Regions from separate parts of the Mus musculus genome. Here region 1 is linked to region 2. The links are chromatin contacts, called in public promoter capture Hi-C maps. All regions are on one chromosome and are shown on one strand. The core of a region is the stretch at or near the end of the contact, and the rest is flanking DNA. Distances in the headings are between cores, read along the strand shown. Region 1 holds the start of Lincmd1 (long intergenic non-protein coding RNA of muscle differentiation 1). Region 2 holds the start of Tfap2d (transcription factor AP-2, delta).

Region 1 (7,397 bases), core at 4,727-7,226, 1.6 Mb before region 2:
TTCCTTTCCTTTCCTTTCCTTTCCTTTCCTTTCCTTTCCTTTCCTTTCCTTTCCTTTCCTTTCCTTTCCTTTCCTCTCCTCTCCTCTCCTCTCCTCTCCTCTCCTCTCCTCTCCTCTCCTCTCCTCTCCTCTCCTCTCCTCTCCTCTCCTCTCCTCTCCTCTCCTCGTCTTGTCTTGTCTTTTTTTCCTGAGCTGAACATTTGTGTAGTAGAACACAAATAGTACAAACACTGACTTACAAGGACATGAGGATGGTGAATTCCTGGTGATAGTCTTTGGAACATTTCTGAGATTTTGAGAAAATTGGGAATGGTTTGAGCCAGGGAGAAGAGCAGATTACAGACCAACACAGTGCTGTAATCTCCAAGGTTATTGGATGCAACGGGTATGAGGGTGAAGACCGGGACTTGATTATAGCCTCAGTTTCCTTATTTGAAACATGGGAACAATAATGCTTATGCAACAAGAAACTCCAGTGAGAGACTTTTGGGAAGTGTAAAGTGCTGTGAGCATGTATTAGTTTAAAAAATTGTTTTATTATTAATAATAGTAGTATTTAATATCTTCCTTACTAATTCAGTGACTAGGTATGCATACCATGTGGGGCTTTATGCATGACCTACTTAAAAGCCTTTCATTTACATAAAATTATTCTTATATATGGATTTACTCATAAGTAGTTAGGAAAGCTTCACTATTACTAAAAGATGTCCTCCTAAGAATTCTGGTCTGCCTCAAAAAAGCCCTGAAAACATTTTGACATGTCTGTAAAGAAGCTGAGAGGAAGGGTCTTCATCAGCATCTAACAAGAATCATCCCATTGTGCTGAGTCCTGGGGCCCCAGTCTCAGTGTGGGGACCTTTGTGAGTGACTTAGTAAGATGCTCAGACATTCCCTTTAGTTACTACAGGGCATGTTTTTCTCTGATGATAGATCTGCATTGAGACTGTCAGCCCTTTACTGAAAGAGGAGAAAAGACCTGGGCCATGTTGAATGTCACCTGCAGCTCCCTCTCTGCATCTCCAGTGAAGGCATCTTTGTGTTCCTTCCCTGTTCTGTCTCTGAGCCTGGTCAAGCTTTCTGTTTGTAACAGTGGAAGCACAGGGAGGAGTGGCCTCACAGAGAGGCCTCACTCCAATGTCTGACGACTTTTGCCTTCAGTCTGACATCTGCTACTGGTAATCTTGGTCGTTTGTTCATGAAACAGGCCATTCTAGAGTTTACCAGTCCTTTGGGACTGTCATCCAGCTGACAGGATAGGAAGCACGTCAGAGTGCCCTCTCTCTAAGGCAAGCAAAGGGGAGTATCTGGTGATAGGATCCTCTTTGTCCTGGGGGCTCAGCCAGGAGGTTTTGCTATTTTTAAAGCACTGACCAGTTCTGAGTGTTGTTTGACTCATGGGTATAAATCCTGGTTTAACTTTTTAGGGGCATCCGGGGCAGCACCAGCTCCAAATTCTACCTTCTCTCCCTCTAGGCACTCTGACACCTAGCTTAGAACAGGGGGTACTGGTGACATTACACTAACTTTCTCTCCTTTCTAACATCTCACCCAGGTGATTCAGAGCTGGGACTTCAGGGAGGGACAGGACCAGTGATGGGAAGGAGCCAACAGGCTACAAAAGCATTGGTTTGGAATCTTTATGCTTACACCAGTCCTATGAGGTCTATTTGAAATTTTTATTTTTTTTTTTTCAAGCAGAAGGGGACTTGGACACAAAGTTCCACTCCTAACCAAGAAATTCATTGCAACTGATACCTGCTGGAAGGGAACATCAGTTTTCTCTGAAGGAGTGACACTGGTAGATCAACCTCAGCCCAGGGCAGGTTCATGCTCAAAGCAGTTGGCTAACACAAAACTGACTTGTGTGTGTGCTTTCTTTGTTTTGCTTTTGAGAGAGAGAGAGAGAGAGAGAGAGAGAGAGAGAGAGAGAGAGAGAGAGAGAGAGAGGGAGAGAGGGAGAGGGAGAGGGAGAGAGAGAGAGGGAGAGGGAGAGAGAGAGAGAGAGAGAGAGAGCATGAAATTGGATAGTAGGGAGGTGGAGAGGACAAGGGAGGAGTTCAGGGAGAGGAAAGAATAAAATCAAAATATATTATTACACGAAAAAAATTTAAAAAGCCAATAAATGAAATAAAAATCCCATCTGAAATGACTTAATAAAGTTTGGAGTAGAAAGTGATTAAAAAACGTACTGAAATCACACAGCAGGTAAGTTGTAGTTATTATCACTTGATAAGCATTCTTATATTCTAGTACTTCCCAGTCTTGCTAACTGTTAGTGCTATGAGGAACTAAGGGTCCAGGTCCCTACATGCTGACAGCCGGCTGGGAGCACACTGTTGAGAGCACTCTGGCAGCTACACCCACTTTGTTTTGTTGCAAGTTGTAGGAGGACTTTGAAAAAAAAAAAAAACACTGCTCTGAGAGTGGACAGGATCAGGAGAATTTGTATTCTAAAGTAATGAAAGTATTACTGTTGCAAGCTATGCACTCCACAGCAGTATAAGGAAACTTTAGTCTGGATTAATGAAGAATTTCTGTATACATGATGATACAAGGTTAGAGTCTGAAACATAACTACCTTCTTTACAAGGAGTGGTTAGCATACTGCTAACAGAAAGGCTACATGTAACCCTAGTGAGCTATCCTCCCAGTGTTCCGTCTTTACTGGGAATTGCACCCTCCCATCTCGCCCTCCCCTACCTCCCCCTTTCGCTCATCTCCACAGGTGGAGTCCCCTCTTTTGAGACATGGTTTTGCTTTGTATCACAATCTGGTCTTGAACGCCATGCTCTTCTGAATTAGCTTCCCAACTGCCTCATTCCATAAAACACTTTAACTATGTTTTCTTCTTCATTAATGTTTGTACTTGGTCATATAAAATGTCCTTGTGACCTTGGTGACGCTTCTTGTGCTCTTGAGAAACATACCTGTCTATCGTCTTGATTGTCTGGCATCCTGATGGCTTCCACTTTTGATTTCTCAGCCTATGTCTCTTAAGGCTCACCACACAGACAGAATGACACAGATTAAACTCCCTCCTGACCCAGTGAAGCAATGTGTTTGCAGATACTCTTTTAAGCACTGTAACAAGCAACCTGTGTTCAAAATACTCCAGATGAAAGAAACAACCGACTGGCACACAAAGAGTGCTCTTTGTTGAATTTTGTACAATTGACTCTGAAGCCACTGTGAAGAAATCTGAATATGGTGGATCCAGGAAGCATCACCTTTAAAAAGCATGAGTTTCTAATTCAGTTTCCTGGCCATCCCACTTAAACATGAATGGTCAGTTCCACTTTCAGAGGTCCTGAGTTGGTAAGTCTGGGATAGGATCTGGAAGTGGTAACTGCAGCATGTTTCTGGGGAATATTGATGTTGCTGGTCTGGGGACCACACTGATAACTACTGGGTCAGTATTTCTTATGCTGTCCAGGGCAAGGGCAAGGAACTGATTCTACATTCTGGCCTCTTACCAATGAGGGGACAGACAGGAGGAAAAACCATTAGAGGCTGGGACATAGTGAACTGTCTCAAAGAAATGTCTCAAAGATGTGTTTAGACTCTAAACCTTAGAAGCTCCTTTAACAGTGAGGAAACAACCAGCCAACACACCAAAAAGAGAGGGACGTCCCATCTGGGAGGGTGCCAAGTGTTTTGACTCAAATTGTGTGCTACTTGAAATGAACCTTGGTGCCAGTGTTTATCAGTAAATTGTTCACTGGGGTTTGATGAAGACTAAGTGCGAAATGACGTAACAGGTTTTCCTGAGAAGATAGCTCAGCACAGGGTCACTGGCTCACAAACCCTCATGTGGCATTTGCAGAGAGATTATGATAATATGTAGTGTAACAATGTAACGATACAGAATAACAGCATATATCATTAACTCCAAGTCAGCTGTGCCCCACCCCTGCACTCCCTCCCTCCCAGTGCAGTCACTAAACTGAAGGAGGACTCACAGTTACTTAAAGTCTGAGGGGCAAGTCAGGAACACTGAGCTCTGGTCCAAACTTCCCAAAGAACTACATGGTTCAGGGAGTGCTTCTTAGTTTTCCAAATGTTGTAACTTCCACATTGTCTTAGTGGGGACATCTGTGGAGTCATTGAAAACTCAGCCTTCTGGGGTGATCGTTATATATATTAGATATATATTGAGATGTATCCATTACACACACACACAATTTCTGTGAATTCTTTGGAAAAAATTCAATGTGTATTTAAAACATTTTTAAGCCACCCCTAAAGGCATGCTGTAAGTTCAAGGTCACATGATGCTGAGTTCTTCTCCCCTTACTCCTAACGCCCTAAAGCTTTAGCTCTTCCTGAAGTAATGTGCCAGTCCCTTGGATGATTATGAAGAAATCTCTCCCCACAGTTGGATTCCGGAAACAGCACCTTCCCCCATCCCTGGGTATCCCAGGGCCCGTATCCTCCCATTTTGATCTTTGCTCCAAGCTCCTGCACACAGAAGCCCCACTTCAGTACCAGCCCACAAGTCAGCCACATGCACCTTCCCCACAGGTGGAGGCCGCTCTGTCAGAAACTTCCCACTCCTGCTTGTTTGAGATGCAGAAACCCGGAGCTTCACCTGCTCGCCTAGATCTGCCTTGCTGACTTCACATAACAGAAGCGGATCACCCACAGGGCTCCCCAAAAATTCACAAAGAGAAAAAGACAGCTGGATAAGGCAGGAACAGCCAGGGGACAAAGAGAGGAGACAGCAGCATGCAGAATCAGCTCAGTGACATACCTGGGGACAAGTTGCAGGCAGGTCCCTCCTCCTCTGTGGTTTTCTTGCCCCGCAGGCTTCTGCCCCCATTGAGGAGCATAGAACCTGGGTCATTATTTATTTATTTCCAGAGCTGGCAGTGTTGGCTTGCATTTCTATGGCTTCCTGTCAGAATCCTCTCAAGGAAACAGCAGCTGGTGAGCTCAGAAATGTCAGTCAGAATCTTGGCCTAGTTTGGGGCCTTGAAGATTCTTACAGAAAGTTACGAAGGTTTCTGGGCCAGTGTCTCCTTTGGGCTTTCCTTGCCTGCTTCTCACCTTTCCATCTATTTTTTCTTTCCTTTTCCTCCCCCCGGCCCCCAGTATCTAGCTGCTTAAATTGCCTGCTCCTGTCTTTCTGATGGTCCCCTCTTGGGTAAAGCTGTGGCTCTACCTGCAGCCCAGCTGAACAACCCGGTGACTTTCTGACAGTTAGGCCGCTATGCCTGTACTCATTTCTTGTTTGTCTCTTTACAGACCCCCGCCCCCATTCCTTTCTACTCTTACCTCCACAATCTCTATCCTACCAGTCACTCACAGAGAAACCAAGGTCTTTCCTTTCCTCATGTGCTCTGTCCTCTTTGACAGTCTATCATTTAGCCCTCTATGTACCATGCCTGTTTCTCTTTCATTTTTTTTTTATGACTGTCATTTGTTCAAGCTTTACCTCTGCATCTGAATTGTGATCTGTCTAAATGTGTTCTGGGTTCAGGTTTGTCTGCCTCTCCTCTCCTCTCCTCTCCTCTCCTCTCCTCTCCTCTCCTCTCCTCTCCTCTCCTCTCCTCTCCTCTCCTCTCCTCTCCTCTCCTCTCCTCTTCCTTCCTTCCCCTCATTTCCTCTCTTCCTTCTTCGCTTTCCTGTCTCATCTCCTCTCCCTGATCTCCTTCTTATTCCTCTCTTCAGGGTCTCTCTCTCTCTCTCTCTCTCTCTCTCTCTCTCTCTCTCTCTCTCTCTCCATCTCTCTCCAGGGCTTCTCTCTCCAGGCAGTCTCACACTCTGCTTTGCCTAGTCTCTGCTTTTTCCAGGCAAGCCTCTTCCCTTTTGTACTTTCCAGCCCTCTGCCCACCCCGCGTTGTGCTCTCCCACCTGTTTGTGTCTTTTAAGGACCGTGGTCATGTCCCTGCCTTCTGTCCACCTCAATCACTCCAGTGACGGGCTTCTGAAAGCTGTTAAATTATACCTCTTCAGCTGTCCCACTGCAAAGAGAAATGTCCTTTGCTAAATCCCCCTTTTAAATAGGCAAGTCCATATTAATGTTCCTATTTATAGAGTGTACTAATGCAATACACAAATTGTTTTAAAGACTCAGGATATAATTTTTAAAAAAAAGTAAGTGGATCCTCATCGCTTCGTTTGCATCCATGGATGCTACTTGAGATGCAGCTTCTTTTAGCTCATCTGAAACTCACTTTGCATATTTGTCTGATGGGTAGATACTTATTTTGAAAAATATGAGTAGCTTGGGCAGTAGACGCTCAACAGCATGTACTTGGTGAGTGCTTGCCAGACTGTAGTACACCTTATTAGACACCAGAATTGGGAAGAACTATTCCATACTCATGAGAGACATCCTGATACTTTTGGGGCTGGAACCTGCATCTAGGGAAATATATGTAATAGAACATGATTTTAGACTGATGATCCAGGGTAAGTTCTACTGGAACCCAAAGCTGGGTTTGAGATCCAGGTGGTAAGAGCTTCATGGATGACAGTGGTTTCAGTTGGGTGAGGATAGACAGAGCAGGCTTCCACACATGGATAGAGCTATGAAGAGCTCTGTTACATGGAGAAAACCTCCGGCAAAGGCACAGAGACAGGAAGTGCTGACAAGGTAGCCATTCTAGGGACACAGGCTTATGGTAGGAGATGCCAAGTCTTTAAGAGTTCCTAGAAAGCAGGCAATTTTATATGATATACCTATGAAAATATGTATGCATTGTATATGTTATATGATGAAATAATATATTATACTATAATATAAACACACACACATATATACACATATACATACATATACATATGTATATTTGGATTTGTGAGATAGGGTTTGTCTGTCTAGCCTTGACTATCCTGGAACTCATTCTGTACACCAGACTGTTCTCAAACTCAAAGATCCACCTACCTCTGTCTTTTAAGTGCTGGGATAAAAGGCATGCACCACTACCACCCAGCCACTTTATAGTTTTCAGTATGTCTGGAATGCGCAATACTGAGAATTCCTAAAGGGCAATTTTATGCTGATTTTGATTGCTCTCTTTTCCGTTTTGTTTCTAGCATGGAGTATGGCACACATCAAGCTCCCAATCAGTGCTTAAAGGTTAAGTCAGGTCAATCTACAACTTTACTACAACATGTAATCCCCATAGGCCTAAAATCTCTTTCTAACACGTCCACCCATTAGTTCTTCTGATCTTTACTCCACGTCAATAGATGAAGCTGATATTTACTTGACAACATGTCGTCTTTATGTAGGGCTACATTTAAGGCTTGAAGCTAAAAGTGAGCCTCCAGGCCTGTTGGAGGCGGATACGTCAGAGGAATGTGGGTACTGAAATTTGGGAGATGAGACATGAAAGCCACTTCAGCAGCAAGAGACTTGCTGAATGTACAGAACTCACTCGGGAGGG
Region 2 (6,848 bases), core at 1,116-3,615:
TCCTGAAAACAAACAACCTCTCTCCTCCCGGAGAGAGACTTTCATCAGGAGACTCCCCTAAAGGTTCTGTCTAGGCCAACGCTGGAGACCCTGCAAATTATGGAAACTGAAAATACAATTGAGTGGACCTCAGCTTTTAGGAATCTTATTCTGAGACCTCTAGATTCAAAGCCAGCTCCATTGATCTCACACACCTATCCTCTCAGTGTCAGAAACGTAGATTCACAAAAGACTTCTGGTGACTGGCTCCAGAAAGGGACCTCAGCTATTGATCCAATGAGAGGAACCCAGTGGGCAGAGTCCTCCTGTAATCTCATGACTTTTTCTAATTCGTGTGCGAGTGTGAGTGAGTGTGTGTGTGTGTGTGTGTGTGTGTGTGTGTGTGTGTGTGTGTGTGAGAGAGAGAGAGAGAGAGAGAGAGAGAGAGAGAGAGAGAGAGAGAGACTTAAAGCTAGAGTATTAACGGAGAGCGGGAGGGGGAGGGCAGGGGGAGGGCGCAGACAAACCCGCTGCACGCTTATTTACCTGCAAGTCGTCGGCTCCCGCGGCGGCCAGCCCCAGGCTGGGCCCTGGCAGGAGTCTTTGATCTGGGTGCATTCCATACTGAGAGCCATGGCTCATGAGGGACAGGTCGTGGCGGCGGTAGGCATCGAGGCAACCCAGCTCCCGCCTCTGCTCGTCCAGGCAGGAGGACTTGAGAGCCCGCGCATTGTGCAGGTTAATAAAGTCGGTGGGCTCCCCGTGGTGAATCTGCTGGTAGTACTGTTGTGAGTGGTGGAGCGAGTTCAGAGAGTAGGCGTCGGGAGTGACCGCCGGGTGGCTGTGCTGGAACTCGTAATGGAAGGACTGGTGGTGGAGCGGGGTGTACTGGTGGTTAGTGGAGAAGTAGGGGGACGCAAACTCGGTGCCGGTGGTAGAGTAAGTTAAAGGAGAGGAGGAGGAATAGGCAACCGTGGAATTGGCTACGGACTCCAGACAGCCAAGCTGCATCAAACGGTAGCTGTTTGATCCGTCGTGACGTATCTGGAAGGAAGAGGGGGAAAGGGGAGAGCAGAAAAACTTGAGGTTTGTCATTTTGCAACCAAGGCGCCACTCTCCCAGAGTCGGGAGCTTTCCCTGTCTCTCCCTAGGAGGAGAGAGCGCGCTGGGCTTCCGGAGAGCAGCCGGACTCAGTGAGTGCCTTCACCAAGCAGACTTCGCTAACAGTTGAACTGGGGGTGGGCGGCCTCGTCTTCACAGTGGAGAGAGCGGGGTGGGGTGGGGGGAATCCCCCACCCTATATAGGTGCGGGCGACATTACACATGCACACACAGTCAGACAGACAGACGGACAGACACACACACACACTCAAATACACTCACACCCTTCAATTCTCAACTTGTGCCTGGAGCTAGGCGTTGGGAGTCAGGTTTGCAGGTGACTGGGGGCTTAGGGGAGCAAGAGAGTCCACATGCAGAAAACGCTAGGATGCACATCGCTACTCCAGCCAGACCCTAGCACCGAAATGCCTCCTGGCCATGCGGAGGTGTTCAGCCTGAGCTGCTAAAAAAAAAATAAATAAATAAAAGGATCACCGTCCACAAATATAAAGGTATATATACATGTACATTAAAAATCCCAGTCCGTGCAAATTGTTCAACTTGCTCGCCCCCATAGCCACTTGTGTGCCATTTCTTGAATAAACCCCTTCTGAAAGGGATGCGCTGCGTTCTTCCCCCCCACCCCCCAACCCCCACGTCCACCTACTGTCCCTCATCAGTCCCCTTTCTTTGCTTTTCGGAGAATCCTTTCTGTGTCTCTAGCTTTCTCCTCGTCCCCACTTATTGTTAGGATTATGCTTCTCCCTCATTACTGCAAATGGTGCTTAACTTGGAGGAGAGTTGCCCTCCCTGCGACAGATGTCATAACGAACTTTCTCCCGTTCCCTTCCGTAACTTCTCCCGAAAGCCAGATTATAATTAAACGTAACGGTCCAATATAGATTAGAGGCAGGGGAAGCTGCCACCACCACCGCCACCACCACCGCCGCCGCCACACACTCACACACTCACGCGCGCGCGCTCACACACACACACAAAAAAGTAATAATACCTCCGCATCGTGGACTAGTCCGGGAAAGGTAGTTGACATGATGGGTTTCTCCAAAAGCTTACGATGCAATTTCCCCCTCCAAAAAAAGAATCAGGAAAAAAAAATCCAAAACTTCTTGTATTTTCCAATTTTTTTTAAAGGAAGAAAAAAAATGTTCCGTAGATAGAGATCTAAACTGTAATGGTTTTGCCCGGATCAGATAGCTCCTTGCCTCGTACCCACTTAAAAAACCTGTAGGAACAAAATTTTCCCTCTGCACAAAAGCAGCTCCCTGGAACAGATTTTGTACTTGCTGAGAATTTCTTTGGCTGATGTCGTAGGTCCCTTGGTAATATAGAAGTTTTGAAAATTAAGCATCAGCAGTGAGAACGGGGAGGACAATAGGCAGAAGAGATTTATCCCATGAGACAAGGAATAAATATTGTATCTTCGCCTAATAAGGAACTGGGGGTTCTTTCAACATTTTTTATCCATTTTCCACAACCTTTATCATGCTTTTCTATACCGACTGAGGTGAGGACGCATCTCTGCAGAGAGCATTTACACATTTTTATTGCGAAGATAGAAATCTATCCCCAATACATGCAGCTTACAGACAGAAACATATATTAATTAAACCTTTCTTTTACATGACTGGGCATTTGTTCCTATTGGTTCCACTCCCTGGATGTTGAAAGCTGATCTTTTTTTCCAACAGGCATTGCAATCAGTCTTGCCCAGTTGGGATGTCTGCCTTCTTCCAAGTGAAAACAATACCCCTTTTCTCATATTTACATTGAATTTCTGTTCTTCGTCCTTGAAAGGCAACACCAGGTGGTGGCTAACATTTTTTTAAGCAGTTTTTAAGATAGATAATCATGATGGACAGTCCTAAGTTTCTGTTACAAAGAAGTAGGACAACTGGAAAAATGTATGAGAATAAAGATGTGTGAGGATATTGCACACTTAAGTAAATGTCTTTCACTCCCCAACCCAGCCTGTTTTCCCCCCTTTACTATTTTTCTTTTCCCTTTTCTTTTAAACAGTGTGATTTTTGTTTGTTTGTTTGTTTGGTTTTTTTATTTGTTCTCCTCTCTGTGTCCCTCTCTGTATCTGTCTGTCTGTCTGCCTGTCTCTCCTTATTTCTATTTTGGAAGGTGGGAGTGTGGACCATTCAACAACAGGAAGCAGTTATATTACCCCTAAAGGACCCCCAAATACTTGCATTACATTTACAAAGAGGGTGCTGGAAAGGGACAGGGAACAACAGCGCACACTGACACACACACACACACACACACACACACCTATTTCCATTTCTTCTAGGTTTCTCAACTTTCAAACAGTTTTAGAGTTATACTTCATCCAAAATTTAGGCTGATCCACTGAGTTATCTAGTGTCTTGAAGGTCTCTCTCTCTCTCTCTCTCTCTCTCTCTCTCTCTCTCTCTCTCTCTCTCTGTGTGTGTGTGTGTGTGTGTGTGTGTGTGTGATAGCAACAAGCTCAAGATATAGAGGCTATGCTAGGTTTTATCAGCAAACTTGCCTACTCAAGGGGGAAAAAAATAAAACACCCAAAACCTGGAGGGTTAGTTGGCCCCACCAGCTCATCTCAGAGATAGACAGGGTAATTCAGTCTTAATTGCTATTTCATTTGGTTCCCTTTTAAGTGTTTAAGCTGAGAAGGTGTCTTAATAATAAGCCGCAGGCAAACAGACATGTGGCTTTTTTTTTTTTTTTTTTTTTTTTTTGGTTGAGGGTATGGGAGGTTTTATTAGGGCATGCTCACACAAGGTACACAAGGTAGCCGGGCCTGTCACTCAGAGCTATTGGCTCTATACATAAGGACACATGACAAGAATTAAAATGCATTGTCTGCAATAGACATCCAAGATGCCTCACTTCCACACAGGATCAGCAGCCTATATTTGCTCCCCTTGTTAAGATGGACTTATCTCCACTCCCCACCCTGAAATTCCACATCATTAACTGTTGAAATCAGAAGGCTTTTCAAGCAAGTCCAGTGAGGATGAAAATGAAGAATATAGGACTTGGTCTTTAAGTAGGAGGGGAAGAGGAACATTGTTGGTGCTTAGAGCCTGTGCCCCCAAATGCTTACATTAGAGTCTTTGTTTGCTAGGTCTGAGCCCAGTTCTCATAGCTTATCCACAGTGAACATAGATAATAGGATCATACACAGTAGTCCACAGGATCTGGAGCCTGATTCTGTGACCTTCTCTCAGAATGCTTGTCCCTGAGAAAGCTTGGCTTCATGCCCACTAGAAGAATATGGAGAACCTCCTACCTACTTTTGTGAATGATAAGACAGTTTTGCTGGTGCATAATGTTAATTTCATAAGAAGTCTGCACTCAAATAAGAAAGGATATTATCTTCTCAATCAAATGAAACCCATCTGTCCCCAACACTTCCAACTGTCAGGAGCATCTGTCTTCAGTTAAGGTGAAGGGCTTTTTACTTTCAGCTTAGGTCCAAGGAGGGGATGGACGCACAGCCTTGTCTTCTAGGACAACCGGAAGGCTTAGGAAAGCATGACTGCCTCAGCTTGCTCTGGAGCAACATTGATCAATATACTTATTCCTACTTCCAGAGACAGCAATGAGTCTCATGATGCTTTTGATAATTAAGTTCATTATATCCTGTGTATCACAGGGTTCCTTCTAGCTGCTTCTTTTGTCTGAATACTTCATGACATTACTGAATTGCTGGCAGTTGTACTTTTCTGTTGCTTTCCCAATACCTACACCACTTCCCCGAGTGACTTTTAATTACCCAAATTAAGGAAATTCAGGGTTTCTTTATGTTAGTTGCTGAACACTCTTGGGCTTAGGAAGAAACTAAAGGCTACAGAGTGAGAGAAATATTTAAATACATCCAAGGGAGATGGAACAGGAAGGACATCTGTACCTTTTTTGCTAAAGGTTCTACTTTTTCAGGCTCTGTTGGAGCTGGTTCATCTTCCCCCTCTTTATATCATCTTCCCACTCTTTATATCAGCATCTTAGACAAAGGGGGAACTTCAGTTTGTCTATTGCTTCCTCCCAACTATAACAACTTTAAATACAAAAGGCCTTTTCACCCCGAAAGGATAGTTGGGGGAATCATCTCTGCCATATGCACTAACTGGTCAGCATTCCCTCCTGTCTGCTTAGGGGTTGCTTGCTGTGCCCCTTTTATGATTAACTTCATTGAGGCAGGTGTGTTTGATGTGTGTGATGTGAAGCTACTGGGTTTGTTTCTCTCAGTCATCTCCCCCTCCCGTTCTCCTTTCATCCAATTAATAGTCTTGAGAAATTAATACGTGACATCTTGCTTGACTTGGGTCAAGACTGGGCTTTTGAGCAAAGTTAATTCCTCTTTTTTCTGTTTTGCTCCTTTCTTGGAGAGTGATTGGCTACACATTCTCCAGGGGGGTGTTATAATTGAATTAACTGGCCACAGCATGTTGAATTCATGGTGACAGGCTGCCTGGGGGCTCCTTCTAAAGGCAAACTGGTGGTGTACATCCTGGTCTCAGCTAGAGTCCAGGCTAGTGCATACCTACTCTAAGTAGGACACAAGAAGGTGAGACAATCTTGCCAGTTGACACCTCCTGAGAAGGAGAGGTCTATGTTAACAGTCATGATTTTCTTCCCCTCTCTGGTTCTCCTGTCCCATATCACAGAAGGGCTTCCCCTTAAAATGTCTTATATATTATTATATTTATTTATAACCATCATTATTTATATTTATTATTTATAATAATAATTATTATTACCTTGGTTAGGATTCAGAGCTGAAAGAATAGTTTAAGAAATTGATGTTCCCTCTCCTGAGATTGTAGGTGGCTACCATGCAGTTTGTTTCAGTTTGGATCTATTCTAAAGCATTCTCACTAAAGGTATATGTACCTCCTCTAAGTTTGAGATTGGCAAACAATTAGCAGACAGATATCTCAGCTCTTATCCCTAATTTTAATAATTTTTTTTAGCTTTCTTTATCTTCTTCCTCCTCATCCTCCTTTCCTCCCTCTCCTACTTGGGGCTTCCTCTAAGCAATTTGTTTATGTCATATTAAATAAAGTAGAGTAATGATTGCAATTATTTAACATGATTTATGGTGTGTGTGTGTGTTGGATTCAAACTCAGGCTTTGTATATTGTCTACTACTGAGCCAGTACTAGCTTCTATTTGAGCAATTTCTACCACTCCCTCACACTTAGATACATTTAACCAAAGGAATTAACAAATGTATCTTCTTTTCTTTCCCAGTCTGTCCCCTTTTATCCACATTTGCCTGCTCTCCCTCCCTTCCTCTTTCTCCTTTCCTTTCCTTTCTTTTCCTTTTATTTTTTTCTTTTAAAGAGGAAAGTAGAGGGAAGATTGATCCGTTAATGTTAAGCCTTAAACAACTATCTGTGTACATTGTCTAAGAATGGAGTTCAGTGTATTCTATTCCACTGGTGCATATAGCCACACAACCCAGGCATGAATGTGCAAAAGAAGAGACATTTTCCATTGTCACAGAGCCCCTGGCTTCTAAATTGTTCTTGTTGGGGTCAATAGAACATTGCACAACCTAAAGGTAGATGAGATGCTTAGCCTACAGAGCAGCAGAGCACTCAGTAGCTGAAATGCCCATTACACAACTATTAGCAAGAAGTATTCGTTTGAAATCTGTGGATCCCTTTTTGCCCCTCACCTCTGTGATAACTTATTTGAGATGAATATAAAAAAATTGGCAATTTTAGAGCAAAGAGCAGCTGAAAGACCTAAATGCC

Evidence for each region. Promoter capture Hi-C pulls out the DNA fragments that hold promoters and counts their contacts.
Region 1: a contact with region 2 is called in a promoter capture Hi-C map of hippocampal neurons, with 6 times the contacts expected there. The contact joins the promoter of Lincmd1 here to the promoter of Tfap2d in region 2. A contact is called at or near these places in 3 of 39 promoter capture datasets (hippocampal neurons, liver and stem cell-derived epiblast-like cells).

The regions. Positions count from the first base shown.
Region 1 is chr1:20,668,461-20,675,857 of GRCm38.p6, reverse strand. It overlaps Lincmd1 (long intergenic non-protein coding RNA of muscle differentiation 1), which reads right to left and starts at 5,976. Exons shown (of 3, transcript NR_131249.1): 1 at 5,857-5,976; 2 at 4,754-4,908.
Region 2 is chr1:19,098,539-19,105,386 of GRCm38.p6, reverse strand. It overlaps Tfap2d (transcription factor AP-2, delta), which reads right to left and starts at 2,365. Exons shown (of 8, transcript NM_153154.3): 1 at 2,093-2,365; 2 at 526-1,023. The coding sequence starts at 2,131. It overlaps Gm15825 (predicted gene 15825), which reads left to right and starts at 547. Exons shown (of 4, transcript NR_151619.1): 1 at 547-717.